Regions from separate parts of the Rattus norvegicus genome. Here region 1 is linked to region 2. The links are chromatin contacts, called in public Hi-C maps. All regions are on one chromosome and are shown on one strand. The core of a region is the stretch at or near the end of the contact, and the rest is flanking DNA. Distances in the headings are between cores, read along the strand shown.

Region 1 (6,036 bases), core at 2,050-4,549, 160 kb before region 2:
TTAGAAATGTCCAATTTTCTGTAATTTAATTAAAACTCCAAAATTTCTTCTTAAGATTAAAATCTCTCATCTGTATGCTCCTGCAACATCAAAAGTAAAGTACACATTTTTACTCCAAGTGGGAAGATACAGGGTACAACCACCATCTATAGGAGGCAGAACAAAGTTCTGATAGTGCAGACAATTCAATGCTTAGTATTTGGGATTCGTTCATAATCCTATGGGCTTTTCTGAGGGGCTTGGGTCACCGCTCTGGCCCCACCCTCGGCAGCATATACTTAGCCTGCTTTCTAGATCCAAGCTGGCTCCATTTCACTGTGGGTGGTATCCCTGGTGACTCTCACGTGACACAGACATCTCCAAGACTGCATCTGGATCTTCTGTGAGAACCCATCCCTGTCACACACGGGCAAGCCTCTGCTGTTCTCCATGGCTCCTTCATATCTTTAAAATCAATACCACCTGGATTGCTTTCATGCTACAAAGTTTGGCTGCCAATACAAGGTACCTTCTTACATGGGAATGCGTGGGTGTATAGCTTTAATACTTTACTAAACAGGCATTTCTTTTAAAAATCCTATCTTTCAAAATCTCTGTTTGCATGACAGGAATTATCACATGAAAGTCCATCCTAACCCAAAATGTCTTAGAGATCTATTGTTACCTTCTTAGTTGGGTCAGCCCATGTGGTCATCTTTAATCAAGATGGCTGTGAACATCTGTCTTCTCTAAGCCTAGAAAAGATGGCTTTCAGCCACATGTGTAGGCTTACAAGACCTACACTAATAAATGTTCTTAAACACTTCAACCTTCCTTCCAGAGAAAGGGAAAAGGAAAAGTTAGTAGGAAATGAGGGTTGTGGACCTTTTTAGAATTAGTTCTTCAGGGGCAATTCTGATCTTTGTTGTCAGGATATCAGCAGACCAGTCCAAAACACCAAATATGAATAAATATCAGTTGCTCAATCCAGAAGAAACTGCAAGGCTCCTGCAAATTGGCACAAGACTGAGGAAGTGGCAAGAAGCAGTCAGAATACCATGAGAAGTTCTTTAGCACTTTTCTCTCTAATAAGCCACAGCAGTCAAAGATCAGTGAAGACCAGCAAACTGTTGCAAGATGAACCAATGCAAGAGCATTGTCCGTGAAGGCCAGCAAAGCATTGTGTAGGTGAACCAATGCAACAGCATTGTCCGAGAAGGCCAGCAAAGCGTTGCGAAGGTGAACCAGTGTGAGAGAGTTCTCTCCCTCTAAGTGGGATTATATGTATATTCTTTCTAAACACCACAAAACCCCTCAAGCATTTGCTCCAGCAAAATATCACATGCCCTTTTATAAGGCAGCTTCCAGAAAAACACCACCATGGGTCTGTTCTCAACAAAACACCCTCTCATGTCTGCTTCAGCAAAACATTGCTTCCAGAAAAACAGCACATGACACAACTGAGTCTCCAAAGAAACCAGAAATTTCCATTTCACACATGGCTGCCCAAAGATGGTGGTGAAGTCACATGACATCTACCCTTTCCAACCCTATCAGTGATGACAACCAGCCACGTGGTTGCCTAAAGATGGTGGCAAGCCACATGTTACTTATACCCCACAATGGAATCGTGTCACATGGTTCCTTTAAGATCACTTAATGCATACATTTTTTAACTATCAATTCTGTTACGAGTTTTACTTAACTTTTCCCACAAATGTTACAGATTTTTAACCATACTCAACAAAATTAACTTACAAATCTTGAGGCACCAAATGTTCACATTAACACAGTCTAGTTTTTTTGGCTGCCCTGCTTTGCTCTTTTCTCTCTGTCACACTGCCAGGTGAATTGACCAACACAGGACATTGATCAAAGTTTTAAACATGCTTGGGTCTAGAGAAGGGAGAGCCATAAACCGACTCAAGAGCCAGCTTTTCAGTAAAGTAGAAAATATAAAACAACTCCAACATTATGCACACCCAAAAGACATCTGGGTTCCTGCAGACCTGAATTCAGTGACCAAGAACTTGGAAATAAATCTGAGCCCCTTCCCTAAAAGCAGTCATGGCAGCGGTAGTGGTTGGGGTCTGGTGGCAACAGAGACAAAAAAAAAATGGTATCTATTTCTGTCTCAGATCCATGTGTGTAACCAAATGTAAAGACCCACCAAGAAACGCAGACCAATCCACATACACGACATAGAACATTCTAACCAATCAAAACCAGGCAGCCAGGTGATGGCATAGTATTTGCCCTGGAAAATATTGGGGTCCTTTTCAATTCCCTGCACGTCCCTAGACCAGGATCCCAGAGAACAGAACAGACTGTGACTCATGAGGAGACCTCTATTGGTGCTTGCTACATCTCTCAGCATGAGAGTTCACCCCAATAATCCGCAAACCAAAGGCAGCCACGGAGCCTGGGACAGCCTCAAGGCACATGCCTCCTGACGTGGCTTCTCCGTCCTAGAGTTCCAGGATGAAGGCCCAGTTTTAGAATTTGGGTAGGTGATCTGAATCTTGCTGGGTCCTCCAGAAAATGCTAAACCCACCAGTTCAGAATAAGACCACTATCACAAATTTAACCCCAAATTTGAAGCAAGCTTTGATTAGACACTGGGCAGGTGGATGGACTCCGGCAAGCTCCCTACATGGGTCCGTACTTGGCCATGCAACTCCATGTCTCAGAGGCTTAAAAGGACAAAGCCGCGGGGCCGCTATATTTCCCGCCAGGTTCTATCAGGGACAAGCGTACATCCTGCTCACACACAACCTGCCCACATGAGATCAAGCACAACAAGCTTGTTTAAGGGAGTAAAAACACGTGGCTCGTTTCATCCAATCAGCAAGGGCCTCGGGCATTTCAGGACGTATCTGTGCTTCGGCAAGGGGCTTACAGGTTAGAGGCATTTCTGTATCATGCTTTCTTAGGCACAGCAGTTACAACTTATAACATGACTTTTGCTCTCACAGACCATGTACATACACGTAGGCAAACTCTCACGCACACGAGGGAAAAAAAAAAAAGACTCAGTTGCTTTACTGTGGATTTTACCATCGCTCATTGGGTTTCAGATCTAATTCGTAAAACGCATCATAAATTTTCATACGGTTTCTCGGCCATACCTTGTCATTCCTCCCTCCCTAGCTTGGCCTAAATAACTAATCTGAGCAACACCCATGCTTGAAGTTGCCTGCGCGAGGCTCTGCTCTGGAGCTAAGCTGTGACACATCTGCGTGCTATGCGGGATAAGCATTTTGTAGCTGTAGTAAATAAAGGGCATTGCATAACTCTTACAGAAGAGTGGGGTTTTGCAAGAGAGGACATGACCAGTGCATTAGGAAATAAGAGTGACCTTTCTTCTCATTTGCGATGCTTATGGAGGTGTGTGAATTATAGATCGCTGGGCTATTTATTCAGATCTGTCCTGTTCTGGAAAAGGGATGTGAGGGAGGTGAGGCAAATGCAGATCACGCATCAGCCGTGAACTATGTGGGTTGGTCTCCTTACCCAGAACCGTGGGACATAACTCCATGCACTGTCAGGAGAACACAACAAAGGCAGTTGCTTGAGTGTTGGGGCAGCCAGATGTTGACACTGCCTCACGTGCTACTGTGGCTGTCTTCCCCGTGGCATAGCCTACCCATTCACCACAGTGCTTCGTCTCCACAGTAACCCCCTGTGAAAGCAGACTGCTTGTTCTAAGTGGATTGTCGGCCTGGTTTTAATACACCATTTGCTATTTTCCACATATTGAATTTCCATGCCTAAGTTACAGAACTCTAGATTCCAACTCATAGCGTCAGATACTGGGCAGGTTTCTATTTGTGAAGATTAAAAGTAACCCAAGCACGGTGGCAGGAAAAAGATCGGCAGTTCAGAGTCATCTGCTACTTGGTTTGATCCTGGGCTACAGGAGACCTTGTCACAAAGCAAACAAAGATCTTCCAATCCTGTCACCACCATGCCGGGTGTGAAAGGAAGGACAGAGGCAAGCTTGATTTAGTCTAGGAACGAGTGAAAAGTAGTATCTAGGAGTGTTGCTAGAGGAAGACCAGAGAGAGCACACTGAGTGCCAGCTTGGTTTCTAAATGAAGCATGAGGCTAAGGTTATGTCAAACAGCAGTGCAGGCGCAGGTCAGATGAGCCGTTTGATCCGCTCCTTCATAAAGAATGTCGGCTAGGGAGAACTCTAAAGTGGAGGGCACCTGAAGCCGCTGCTGGAAAGCACCAATCTGGAAATGCCCTCGGAACTGTTTTTAAACAAGTATTCGACTGGGACAAGATCTATCTGTGACCAAGGCTAGCCATGGGTTCGAAGCCCTCTTCCCTCATCTTCCTCAGAGCTGGAGTTACGGGCATCTTCCACCATGCTCAGCTCAGAACATCTCCTCTGCCCCTTTTTTGTTCAGTCAAAGAACACAGCCTAACTTAGGACTTCTTGATCGCAAGAATGGTTTAGATTGGAATTTTATTTACACCGATGCATCTATTAGGACTCAAAGCAGCTTGCAAACCCAGCGCCTGGGAGGCTGGAGCGGGAAGATCAAGACTTCAAGACCTTCAAAACAAATCAGAAAACAAAACCAAACCAAACCAAACCAAAACAATAATGGCCCAAAGGTTATGGGGGTAATCGGCTGCATTTGGATCAGAGTTAAGTCCTGCTCCACTGTCAATCTGTGCAAAAGCCCATGGGTCGGAAGGTCAGAGGGCCTAGGGAGAAGCCTACTACTCTTTTGTGGTGAATGATGATGCTGCCAAACTTCCTTCTAGACATTTGTGCTCATCAACAAGTGTTTTCCCCAACCTTAGCCGAAGAAGCTTCTCTCTACAGCGTTTACCATAACTCGCCGAAGACTCGCAACTTGTCAAAGAGATGAGAATAAGTATCTGCTGAATATTCAGTCTTAAATCTGACATCGCTATCAAACCTCCTCCTCCCCAAAGCTCGGGTACCACCTCGGAAGAGGAACAGGAAGGATTGACAAGATGGCGGACGGGGAGCTGCGCCCTGAAATGCTCTCTCTGAGATACGCCATGCTTGGTGAGCCTGTGAACTCAGTGTGCCACCCCCACCCCCCCCCCACCCCCGTGAGCTCTCTGTAACTGTGATTACCTGCATGAGATCAAGTCAACAAGCTCAGTCAACATCCCGGCAGGCAGCAGCGATTGGATACGCTGGGTTACTAACAGAAGCACAAAGGCGAGGACATGGGGTGGGGAGAGGGACGGGTCAGGGATGCCTGCCTGCGGGAGGGAGGGGGAAGAGGAGAGGGCTAGGAGGAGGGGAAGCTGGGGTAAATGTGACCAAGATGCATTGTTTAAATGTGTAAAATTGTTAACGAGTAAATAAAATATGTTCTATTAAGACAATCCAACAAGCTGTCACCCCAAACATCAACAAAAGAAGCGAACTTTTTTTTTTTTTTTTTGGTTCTTTTTTTCCGGAGCTGGGGACCGAACCCAGGGCCTTGCGCTTCCTAGGTAAGCGCTCTACCACTGAGCTAAATCCCCAGCCCCCAGAAGTGAACTTTTTAAAGCAAACATCAGACTGCATGGCACCAGGAAAAATAGGTCTTACAAGTGAGGAAAACTGACCAAGGGCTCAACACATGCGGTTGCGCATGTCCTGTTCCTGGGGGCCATGTGAGTCCTCTGATGACTTTGGCTTGAAGACTTCGGAATATCCCAGGGCACCTTCCTAGTCTCTGCACTGGCTCCGTCTGTTTGCTTGTCTCCTCCAAGCTGCTGCTCGACCCTCCCTGGCCTTTGGTGATCCTCCTACTTCCTGCAACAGCGATACTTTATAATACTCTATTTTAAACGTTAAGCCCATCTAATCATCACTTCCCAGAGGGCCCAGACCAAGACGATCGAAGATCCCTTATGAAAACGTCTCGAGTCCGGATTCCTTTCTAAATTACAGCTCTCTCTAGATGTTGCTATGGAGTTCCACAAGGATTCCTCACAAGGGATCCCTTTTCTCTGCTTCAGTAGATTTCATGGGAGTTTTTGGTTCGCAAAAAAACTTAACAGAGTTATACGATTTTT
Region 2 (5,627 bases), core at 1,983-4,482:
CAGGGCACGCTTGATGGCCTGCCTGTCCAGGCAATAGACACAAAGGGCTCTATTTTCAGAGTCAGAAGGTCTAGCCAGTTGTGCAGCTTTGGACATGGGTAATCTTGGCATGTGGATATAAAAAAAAAAAAAAAACTGTAAGGGCGGTTGGAAAGATGACTACGTAAATCATTTTGTGAGTGTCTAGTGCCTAAGCGGGACTCAGTGGGCAGGTATTTTAATCGAAAAACATTTAATTTAAAACAAAACAAAAGCCACCGATGATGTTTCCTTAGGAACCAGGATGCCTCGGTGTAGTTTTTAAGCCACGCCCCATTCCTTCTCTATCATTTCCATAAGCGTGGAAGAACTGGATTAAGCTGAATGTGGTTACATCTCAGAAGCACATCGCTCCAGCCACGGGAGCTCTGGGTGACTGTCTTTTAGCTATCTCCATTGTCACAGCTCTCGGGTTCTTTCTTAAGCAGCACTTGGGGATTTGTGGATTTGTGAACCTATCTGAACAATTCAGTGCCTTCCTTGGAGCCTGGAGTGGCGGTCTGGGTCTGCGTAGTTTGGGGATCTGTTTCTCTGGGGGCCACTTGGATTCATAGGTCCCCTCTGCACCCGCGTGTCCTCTGTGGTGGACTAGATGGGGCACTAGTTGGAACCGGAAGGCAAGCGTTTGAATGCCCGCTTTGTTGCCCCGCCTCCAGCACATTTCGGTTTGATCTCGGCCTTTTCCCCCCATCCACAGTAGGTAACACATTACCTCACTAGGTTGCCGCAGGGTTACGCTGCCAGGTCTGTCTCAACAGATGCGTGTTGACTCTGTCGATCACGAGCACTTTTTACCCGGGCATTTTTCATTTCCCACAGACTCCGGACTCCCTCCAATGTTTTTGTAGCTCACTGGGGGTGGGGACGCTTATCTGCATTAAGGCTGCATCGGGAATCCCTAAGTGGTGAGTCAGAACCGTCCAGAACAAATGATCACCTTTAAGAGAGGTGGGGCTGCTTTCTGCCTCCCCGGGGATTAGACTCTCTCACCTGGGTCTTGAGTTTTAAGCTCTTAAGGGGCTGCGGTGAGTCGAGTTAATCCCGCATACAGGCTGCCCAGAAGGGTTGCCCCCGACTTCCTGTCCAGCCCAGCGACCCCCTACTCACTCCTCCCAGTCACCGACCCTGGGGGTGAGGTCCTTGCTTTCATTGATCTGCTGCACGCTGGCTGCAAGAACTTGCAACACTTGGTGCAGGCTGTAGCCCCCGGGCAGTGTCTGCTAGGCTGGCTTTCCACTACCCTCCCTGCGTAGGAGGGACCTCCGCCTGCCCCTGCCCCTGCCCCTCAGCAGGAACTTTGAGGACTCTCCCCGGTGAAGCCTAGGGTGAGCTGGGAAGAGGCGGGACAGCGCTCCGCAGCCCGCGCAGTTTGAACGCGGGCACGTGGGCCTCATTGGGCGAGCGCGTTGCTGTTGGGCGGGGCCAGGTGCTGCATTCCTGCACCTTTGCTGAAGGTTAGACCCAGGTGTGCCTAAGGTTGTCCCGAGGGACGCTAGTAATTTTCCTTGCGCCACTCCCACCCCGCCCCTCTCCCAGAAAAGAAAGGGAGTTGTTTCTGTAAAAAGAAAAATAACCTCCTTAAGGTACCTGGAGGAGGGGAGAGGAGAACCACGGACCCCGAAATCACACCAGGATTCGTTAAAGTTGCCTTTTTACTAAGGAAAGAAGTAAAAGGCAGAAGCCCCTCCTGCATACGTGTGATAATTGGACGTTCCGGGTAAAAAACACTTATAACGAAAAACTGTTGTAAGTTATGTAGCTTCGAAAATGTGTTTAAGGAAAAGAAATTTAAGGCTAGTGAGATGGCTCAGCCGTTGAGGTTAGGCTCGCAACCAGTTTAGCCACGCAGGTATGGTGGTGCACGCTTTTAACCCCAGCTTTCAGGGGGTAGATACAGGCGGATCTTTGTGAATTCAAGGCCTGGTCTACATGATGGGTTCCAGGACAGCAAGCGTTTGTTACATGAGACCCTACCTCTGTCTGTCTGTCTGTCTGTCTGTCTGTCTGTCTAATTTTTAAAGTGAATTTTGTTGGAGGATAACAAAGAGCAGACACAGTCCTATGCTGCCCCTCCTGGCTGTACCTTTTCACTGTCAATCACACCTGGTCCGTTGCCAAGTTGCTTTTGCAGTAGCTCTGTAACCTATCAAAGCAGAACAAAAACGGGTTCTCAAGTTTTTCTCTCCCCGTCTCTTTTCACTCTCCAGTCCAGAGCCCAACCGCCAGAAGACACCAGAAGGAAGCCGGTGTTGGGGAAACTCGGCACTCTTTTTACGGCTGGAAGGAGGAGGAACACCAGGAACGGATTAGAGAGTCCCACCAACTCAAATAGCAAATCGGCCTCTGCTAAAGTCCCAGAAACAGAGAGTGAGAAAAGTAAGGCTCAGGGCAACCAACTAAAGCCAACCGACGCGGGCGAGGCTGGCGAAGCTGGCGAGGCGGGCTCCAGGCAGGAGGCTGAGGGCCAGTCCGCTGAGAGCAGTGTCCAGGCAACCCCCTGCGACGCCGGACCGTCACCTTGTTCCAGCATCAAGGTAGGGGTTGTGCAGCAGTGCCTCTGCAATGATTCAGCCCAATTAGAACCTCTGCAGGCAGAGGGAGAGACTTTCCCAGATGCCACCACCGCTGCCAAGGAGCTGTTGCATTCCTCACCAGGGAATCGCTCCGGGCAGGAGAGCGCAGAGACGCCCGCCCGCAGTCCGGGGGAGGACGCGTTGCCTGGCGCTGGCCTCCAACGGGAGGCAGCGAGGGGTGTGTCAGGGTCGCCGCCCGAGGAGCACCTCGTGGGAGGAGTAGGAGAGGCCCCCGACGGAGCCCCCGGCGTGGGTTCCGAAGCGGGCTCTCTGGGGGACCCCGGGGACGCGGTTCCGCCTGGAGAGCCTCCCGCCCAGGGCGCAGAGACCAGCGGCACAGCCGGGCCGGCCGACCGCGCGCATCCCACCAAAGTGCTAAAGTTGGACATCTACTTGAGCAAGACTGAGGTGGCTCAGGTGGCCGAGCCCGCCTCGATTGCTCCGGGGACAGACGATTGCTGCGAGGATTCGGACGACATGGAAAAGAGGTCAAGCGGCCGCCGGTCCGGTCGGCGGAGGAAGTCGCAGAAATCCACCGACTCCCCGGGCGCGGACGCCGTGGCGCCCGAGAGTGCGGCCAAGGACGACGCGGTGTTCGACGACGAGGTGGCGCCAGACGCCGCGGCTGAGAACTGCACGGCGGAAAGGAAAGTGAAATCGGTTCAAGCGGTTCCCGACGGAGGCTCAGCCTCGGTCGCCAGCCCGGAGCCGAAGCCCAGCGCCTGCCCCAGAGGGCAACCGCGAGCGGAGCCGGACCGCGCCAAGCCCCAGTCGCCCACCAAGCGGAAGGGTCGCAGCCGCGTCCCCGAGGCGGTGCCCAGCTCGCCCGGCAGCGGCTCGCGCGCACCCGCCAAGGAGTCCCCACCCAAGAGGGCGCCCGCCGCGGCGGACGGCGGGGAGGAGGCGGGCCGCGTCGTCCCGCGCGAGCTCACGGTCAAAAGCAGCTCGCTGCTGCCTGAGATCAAGCCTGAGCACAAGAGGGGGCCGCTGCCCCACCACTTCGGGGATAGCCGGGCCGACGCCGGTCGCAGTCGAGAGTCGAGCAGGGGAACAGGAGCGTCCGACGCCGACGGCCTGAAGCCCAGGAACCAGTTCGGCGTGGGCAGGTCGACTGTGACCACCAAAGTGACCCTGTAAGTAGCGGAGGAGGAGTGAGTCTGGGCTGGGGGCTGCCTAGGGTTGTATGGTTGGTCTGTAACCTGTATTTTTTTCCCCTGTTGAAAACTTCAAAGAGAAAAAGAGCTGTTTGTAGAGCTAAGGCTCATTTGGCAGCCTCCGCCGCTATTTCCTGCTAAGACCTAAGTTAAATGAATGCAAAAATAGGATATATCCCTCCGGGGCGCTGTGTTTACGTAAACAGCGGAGATAAGACTTAATGGCTTGACAGAGCTAATTATATTCTTTATCCAAAGCATACAGGGGCATTTCAGGGTAGTCCCAGGGAGCCAGCAGGATTTTGAGAGTGACCCAGTGGCATTGACAGGGGAAACTTTAAGAGAACTTAATCATGGAATTTTAGTATATTGCTGTCCTAAAGCAAGCTTAAAGGACATTTCTAATAACCCCTTTCCATGATCTAGGGAGTTCTTTTATTTCTGGGCTGGGAGTGACTTTTCTCTTATTGAGATGATCGGTGTTATTACTGAAAATTTCCTAAGTGAAAGGACCCGAAACAACAGACCATAACCACTCGCTTGCAAGTTTAGCAATTTCGCAAGTATTTATTGAGTGCCCTTTGTTCTGTGTGCTGTGGGGTAGGTGACCCACACCTGTGATGCACCCCGTTGCCCTCAACGTTTAAGTCCCCCTTGTGGCTGTAAGGAAGGAGCACAGGAATCAAATTAAAAGGGCCAAGTGGATCTTGCCATTGTAAAGAAAGGTTCTGGGAGTACAGGACAAGCAGTCACCGGTTTCCTGGAGGAGCCTGGGCTTGTGGTTTGATGGTAACAGATTTGTGCGGCTAGGAAGACAGCTGGGGAGAGCTCTCTGTAGAATTGAGCTCAAACTAACCGTGACTCTTCCCAGCAGGTGAAAATCATTGAGCTCTCAAATTTTTCCTACTTTGATCACGCACTGATCAAAAAGGCTCGTCGTGTGCAGCCTTATTCTCTTTGAACTGAATGATTTCATTCTACTTGATGTCTTTAAAAGAAGTCAGGTTCGAAACAGGTCTGTCTGGAAGCCAGGAGGAAAACGTGCTTAATGAATAACGTTAAACTGCCTCAGCAGCTGGCAGCCTGGAGACCTTTGACATAATCAGCTATTTATTCTGTAACGGTAGCGTCAGGAAATTTTCCCGAGTGAATGATGCCCATTATTTGTGGAAGACGAGTGTGAAGGAACACAGAAACCTGCTAAGCCTAGGTAGGAGAAACGCTGCTCAACTACATCGGGGCTGGACACTCCACCTGTCGTCCAATTGGAAAGCACCAGTGGAAAAACCAGAAATGTTTCACTGTTAAGGGTTCATCATAAACAAGTTCAGGACGGGATCTTACAATGGAACTCTTCTTTGGGTCTGCATCCTACCGGAACTGAGCCAAGTGTCTTTTTTTTTTCACTACCGATTTTTTTTTTAATCTTTTTCCTCACCACCCATCTTTTTAAAATTTCTTTTGTACAAGGCCTTACATGCAATGAACTGGAAAAACTAATGAAGTGGAAAATTAAGAATTTTATCTAGTTCTTCGGCCTATGTCAATCTGAGAGAGGCTTTCAGACCCTTTAGTCCTGTGATAGCTGGATTTTAGGCAAAGATATTAACAGACCGTGACTTGGTGGGGATTTTTTGCTTGTTTGTTTGTTTGGTTGGTTTTTTGATGGTCTCACCCTGTAGCCCAGGGTGGCTCCTAACTCACTGAGTAGCCAGGGCTAGCCTGGAACTCAAGACTACTCTGCTTTACTCTCCCAACTGATGGGATTCCACATGTGAGCCTGGTTTGGGAAAGAAATTAAATTAAAAAAAAAAAAGATTGTATTGCCTAAATACCTGTTCAAAAACTAATTTCTTCATGT

What was found. A called contact is a pair of places that touch in the nucleus more often than the background predicts.
Region 1: a Hi-C map of liver shows a contact between it and region 2, with 2.4 times the contacts expected there. The contact joins two enhancer-like sites. A contact is called at or near these places in 2 of 12 Hi-C or Micro-C datasets (kidney and liver).

Annotation. Positions count from the first base shown.
Region 1 is chr20:49,219,049-49,225,084 of GRCr8, reverse strand. No RefSeq gene overlaps it. Among named protein-coding and RNA genes, the nearest start is that of Crybg1, 18 kb to the right of the region's middle. Within about 2 kb of position 3,299, at least 2 of the 93 cell types and tissues checked have an H3K27ac peak or open chromatin away from gene starts, as enhancers often do. A contact at or near this core is called in liver, where this site is marked.
Region 2 is chr20:49,057,771-49,063,397 of GRCr8, reverse strand. It overlaps Crybg1 (crystallin beta-gamma domain containing 1), which reads left to right. Exons shown (of 22, transcript XM_063279640.1): 3 at 2,247-3,745. Among named protein-coding and RNA genes, the nearest start is that of Rtn4ip1, 96 kb to the right of the region's middle. Within about 2 kb of position 3,232, at least 13 of the 93 cell types and tissues checked have an H3K27ac peak or open chromatin away from gene starts, as enhancers often do. A contact at or near this core is called in liver, where this site is marked.